Linked DNA regions of Mus musculus: region 1 is linked to region 2. A link is a contact called in public HiChIP or PLAC-seq data. All regions are on one chromosome and are shown on one strand. Each heading gives the region's core, a stretch centred on a gene start, on an enhancer-like site or on the middle of the called end of the contact. The rest is flanking DNA. Distances are from core to core; before and after follow the strand shown. Region 1 overlaps Gm40385 (a long non-coding RNA gene). Region 2 overlaps Hdac9 (histone deacetylase 9).

Region 1 (2,994 bases), core at 338-2,837, 270 kb before region 2:
CTATAATTATAGCCTCCAGAACTTGATGCTAAGACCCTAATGTTGAAGACACCATATACTTACATCACAGAACACAGAGAAATCAAGCTTGCTACCCACCTGGAAACTTCATATTGACTGGCTAGTTTTCATAATGTCGGAAGGTGCTCTACGTGTTACTAGAGGAGGAAACTAATCACCTAGCTGTGGAGCTTACAAACTACAACAATGACCTGCTTGGCAAGACATTCCCGCTGGTGCAACAGTGGCAAGAACATTGTGGGAATAATTCATGACTTACTGATTAGACCTTAAGCCCTCTTTACAAGATGAAACCTATCTCTGGTATCAATTTAAAGCCAACAACCTATGGCTAGACAAGTCCTAGGCCCTAGGGGAAAAGCTATTATTATTACTCTGCTAAATGGGCAGAGTGTCAAGCCAACTCCCAATGACTTATAGATCAATACATCTATAAAACCCCACCAGAAGAGATTTTATTTTGTTGTAAACGGCAATTAACACAGAGATTCACCACTGAGTCTCGTATCCTTTCTTTCAAAGGCTCAGGCATCATTTTGGAAGAGGGTTCAGGAACATTGTAAGAGCTGGAGACGCAGGATGGTTACAAGAAAAATGGTATGTTTTCTGGGCTCAGTAGGTCAATTGAATTTACGAAGTTATAGCAGTTCAGACAACTGACATAAGACCTACAAAAGTAAGCGTGAGGATGTGGCACCACTTTCCACCTCTAACCGAGGAGCTATTGGCATCTGATAGTTGCCAGGAGATGAAGACAAATTTTCTTTAAGGGTGGGACCCTGGTGGAAGACCACACAGTCCCAGAGGCATCTAGGCAACACCAACTGTGCTGGATGGGGGAAGAAGGCTAGAAAGCTGGGTGGGTAGGGAAGTAGGAGTGGATCGCAGCAGAGTTGGAGGAGGAGGGGAATATGAGAAAATTCATTGTACAAAAATCTCAAAGAACTAATTTAAAAACTGAGAAGACAACAAAATGAGGAATTAGACCACCACCCCACCCCAGGCAGAGCAACAGTGAGAAGGATTGTAGAACAGGACTTATGCACTAGGGTATGAAGTTTGGACAACTGGAGAAGACTGAAGTTCAGTGCTGAATGGCCAAGGAGAAAACCTAGAAACCATCTGAGGAAGCCTACAAAACAGCAGGCAGGCAGAGCACCGGAGGCGATGTACTAAGGAATACTTAGGAATTGGACCCAATTTTGTGGACATTTGGAGTTTTCAGCCTATCTTAGCTGTTGCCGGAGGCACACTGGCTCTGGATAGACAGCTCTCCTGGGATTCTTACGAGGACTTATTACACGCTGTCTTACGCATTCTTCTCTCCAACTCTTACGGGATCCTTCTAGCCCTTTCTGCTTCTCTTCCTCTTTAAGGATATCAGCTGTCTCTTAATACCTTCACTATTATCCAACTGTCCATCACCCTTGTTCTCTATGAAGGACCTCACAGTGAATGACAAGTCTCTCAGCAGCATCTTTAAAGGGACTTCCCTCATTCCTGACTGCAGACTCTCAACTCTGAGCCAATTTCACAATTTGTCTGTTGCTGTTTTTTTTCCTTCTTCTTCCAGTTAAAACCACAGCTGCAAACTATTTCCTGACTATATAGCATGAGCCCATTCCAAATGTAAACTTGCTAGTCTCTTTTGGCCTGTCAGTTACTGCTTTGTGTTTAATTTTTTTTAAATCCCCCCCCCCTCTCTCTCTCTCTCTCTCTGTGTGTGTGTGTGTGTGTGTGTGTGTGTGTGTGTGTGTGTGTGTGTGTGTGTGTGTGTGTGTAAGTGCAGATGTATAGGATTCCCCTGAAGCTGGACCTACAGGGAGTTGAGAGATGGCTGGCATGCTGTAGGTGGGAAGCACTGAACTTGGGTCCTCTATAAGATCAGTACATGGTTTTGATCTCTGAGCCATATCGCCAGCCTTTCTCCTGTGTGATTCTACTAGTACACATTAATTTTTAAAATTTTAATGTAGTCATATCACTTCCACTGTCTCTATCCTTCCTTCAACTCTTTCTTTATACACATAACTACTCTCTCTAAAACTCATGGACTCATTTTCTTTTAATTATTCTTACAAGTACACACACACACACACATACCACTTACACTATATATCTATATATCATCTATATATCTATATATATCCTGTTATATCTGTAAGCTACCTGTACATACATGACTTCAATTTTAAGCACTTGGCATTGGGTAATTAGCTGGAGGACTCATCCCTGCAAAAGACTGTTTTACCTACCCACTCTTGGGAATTCTTGGTTGCCAGTAGGGTTGTGGGTTCTAGAGTTGAGGTCTGGAGAGCTTTCCCCCTTCCATGTAAGAAGTCCCAGTGGTGTCATCATGGTTGTTTGTTTCAGCTGATAACATCTACAGCACAATTACTGCACCTAACACTCAGGTTTCATTGTGGAAGGGGGCAGTGGGGGTAGATTTTAAAATCCAGGGAACAGGAGGTTTATTTGAGATTGTGTCTCCTAGAAATGTCAGGGGCTATACCCACAAAGTCTCATCAACAGGGCTCAATAAGGCCCTCTGTATGTTTGCCTTCTCTCTCTACTAGCTCTTTCCTCATAGGCTCTGAAGGTGATCAAATCCTCAACTACTTTCCCTCTTCACTTTCATAGCCAAGCTTCATGGAAGAATGTTAAGCATCTCTCATTTCAATCCTTGTGATTGTGAGGTCCATGAGGCTAGAGCACATATCTGTTCTGTTTGATGCTCTACCAACTCACCCTTCCACACTAAGCATAATGCCTAGTGCAACAGGCATTCGTTATAGTCTTCCAAAGTTATTGAAGAAAATCATGTGTGGAATAAAAAATAATAATTTGCAGGGCTGGAGAAATGGCTCAGCAGTTACAAGCACTAGGGTTAATCCCCAGGACCCATATTGCAGCTCACATCTGTCTATAATTCCAGTTCCAGGACTTCTGACATCCTTACACAGATATTCATGA
Region 2 (3,040 bases), core at 294-2,793:
AGCTATTGGATGGATCACAGGGCCCCCAATGGAGGGTCTAGAGAAAGTACTCAAGGAGCTGGGGGGATCTGTAACCCTATAGGTGGAACAACAACATGAACTAACCAGTACCCCCTGGACCTTGTGTCTCTAGCTGCATATGAATCAGAAGATAGCCTAGTTGGCCATCAGTGGAAAGAGAGGTCCATTGGTTGTGCAAACTTTATATGCCTCAGTACAGGGGAGTGCCAGGGCCAAGAAGTGGGAGTGGGTGGGTGGGGGAGTGGGTGGGGGAGGGTATGGGGGACTTTTGGGATAGCATTGGAAATGTAAATGAAATAAATACCTAATTTTAAAAAAGACAAAAAAATATTCCTATGTGTGCCATGTTTGTTGTGTGTTTTCTCAAGTTGGTTTCTGTAATGGAATCTCATGTATCTTGGGCTGCGTCAAACTTGCTACACAGCTGAAGCTGATCTTAAGTTTCTGATCATTCCGACTCCATCTGCTAAGTGCTGGAATTGCAGGCATGCACCACCAGGTCCAGTGTCTTTAGGGCTGAATCCCCTTGGCTTGAGACACAGCACACTTTCTAGTGACCTACAGCCATGGCACTCAAATAGAAGCAACATGTAAGTGTTGATGTATACACTGCTTTTCTGTAATATAGTTCTTTAAAAACGTGAATGAGAGCCGGGTGGTGGTGGCGCACGCCTTTAATCCCAGCACTTGGGAGGCAGAGACAGGCGGATTTCTGAGTTTGAGGCCAGCCAGCCTGGTCTACAAAGTGAGTTCCAGGGCTATACAGAGAAACCGTGTCTCAAAAAACCGAAAAAAAAAAAAAAAAAGCCATGAATGAGAATAGCATAGCTTACCTTTTGAAAATTACCTTAACTCTTAATACAAGACGACTTGATTTTTCTCATTGGCTTCTTCATTCAATCTACAGCAAATAGATTAGTGTGTTTTAAGGCCTATCCCAGACAGTTAAGTATATTCTTCAATATGAAGCCTAAATTAAGTAGTAATTTTCAAAAGGATGACTGTGGTATGGATTTACACAGAGTTAATGATTCTTCTCAAAATATTTTGTTCTCTTTTATATTAAAATCTATTTGTCTCTATGAACTTTGAACAACATTCCCTGACTATTTGAGAATGCATAGTTGCATCAGTTATTCAGATTTTCCAGATGTCAATATAACTCATCATGTGACCTTTCATCAATCTCCTACATTAATTGTAGCATTTATCTCATTTGAAGAGCTTGAGTGCTGTGAAAATACCGTGGTGGCCAATGTCATTTTCAAAATTTATTTTTCACTTTAAATCTCTAATTTTGTCACTAAGCAGTAAATACTTTATTTCTCACAGAGACAGGTACATTTGGTGCATTTTTCATTATGTCTGCTAAATATTTGTGTTTGATTAATCAATATTTCAAAAAAATATTTTCTGTTTTTCTGTTAGGAGCTAGTTTGGCTGGCAGCTTCAAAGCTGCAGATGTGACTTCCCTTAAAACAGATACCAGCCATCCACATAGCTTTGTGGCTTTGTGGCTTTGTGTATAGGGCCCATCTCATCATGTAAACCATCACAGTTATTTTAGTAGGATTAACTCACATTGCCATAACGTTAGTAAGTAAGCTTTAAGCTTTTTGTTGTAACTATTTCTAGTGTGAGGTGTGCCTTTGAGGAATGCAAGACTTTCCAGTCCAGTCCAGTCCAGTCCAGTATGACATGCAAGACTTTCCAGTCCAGTCCAGTCCAGTATGACACCACGACCTGGGCTTGTGTAAAGCACTAGCAGGTGTGCATAGCCCTGCTTGCACATCTGCAGGGACAGTGTTAACACATGGAAATCATGGTGAGCATAACACCTTCATGTTTTATAAGTAACACAGACCAAGGGTCAATGTGCCAAGCTGCCTGACATCTAGAGCTTCACTTAGTAATATTCATAAGGGAGCCACCCAGGTCTAGTGAGACAAAAGAATAGAGTATGTGGGCATTAATGAGATTTTAAAATATTTTTTGAGCCACTGATAATTATATTTAGTTAAAAGAACAGGTTCCCAGGACAGCCTATTATAGACAGAGAAGGCTTTAATCTTGGGTAACCATGGAGAACATTTCAGAGAGAGGCAGTCATGCTCAGCACATTGTCTGCCATCCTCAGTGATGGAACATGGAGCAAATGAGTAAAATGATCAGAATCATGTTACCCGTTTTATCCTGAGTTATGTGTTACTGAACTATGAAAAGAAAAAGAAAACCTGAACAAAAATTATCATTAGTGTCAGCCTAAGGAGATCTGTCTATAGCTAGTGTATTCCAAAGCTTATTTTGCATAACGGGCCTCATGTCTAAAACATGACACAATTATGATAGAGCAGTTTAGCAATGTTAGATGATTTATATTCATTTCTATTGACAAATACAAGTTATGTTTATTATTTATAGCATATGTGGTAAGCTGGAATGACATATACATTACTTCACATACTGTTTTGTGTTGTGAACACTGAAAACTGAGTCTTAGTTTCCAAGTGTTCAATTGGCTTACCACTTAAAGCTAAGGATCTATTAAACTTATGCCTAACTAACATGACATTTTGTATCCTCTGACTAATATCTTTCCAGACCCTTCTCCAAGCTGAACCCATCACGATCAACATTCTACTGTTGGTCTTTATGAGTTAATCTGTTTTAGATTCCTACATGTAAGTGGGATCAGGTGGTTATACTTTCTGTGTCTGACTTACTTCTGCAACATAATATTCTCCAGTGGGTCCATGTGTGGAAAACGACGGTTGCTTTTCTTTTCAAGGTTGGATAATTTTGTATGTGTGTACTACACTTTCTTCAGCATTTAATCAATGGAAGGGCAATTTCGGCCGATTCTGTTATTGGGAACAGTGCTGCAGTGGACAAGAGGGTAGAAGTCCCTCTGTGCATTATCTTCTTTCTTTGGGTATGTAGTTAGTTGTGGGACTGGTGGGATTTAACTAGAAATAGTTTATGCTTATGACTTGATCTTTAACATAGGAAGGTACATAGC

Evidence for each region. HiChIP or PLAC-seq counts read pairs in DNA pulled down with a chosen protein or histone mark.
Region 1: a contact with region 2 is called in a RAD21 HiChIP or PLAC-seq map of pro-B cells, with 2.5 times the contacts expected there. The contact joins two enhancer-like sites.

What each region holds. Positions count from the first base shown.
Region 1 is chr12:35,010,219-35,013,212 of GRCm38.p6, reverse strand. All of the region lies in intron 2 of Gm40385 (a long non-coding RNA gene), which reads left to right. Among named protein-coding and RNA genes, the nearest start is that of Gm40385, 9.9 kb to the left of the region's middle. Within about 2 kb of position 1,587, at least 14 of the 459 cell types and tissues checked have an H3K27ac peak or open chromatin away from gene starts, as enhancers often do. A contact at or near this core is called in pro-B cells, where this site is marked.
Region 2 is chr12:34,742,339-34,745,378 of GRCm38.p6, reverse strand. The region is part of intron 3 of Hdac9 (histone deacetylase 9); the gene reads left to right. Among named protein-coding and RNA genes, the nearest start is that of Gm46347, 44 kb to the left of the region's middle. Within about 2 kb of position 1,543, at least 7 of the 459 cell types and tissues checked have an H3K27ac peak or open chromatin away from gene starts, as enhancers often do. A contact at or near this core is called in pro-B cells, where this site is marked.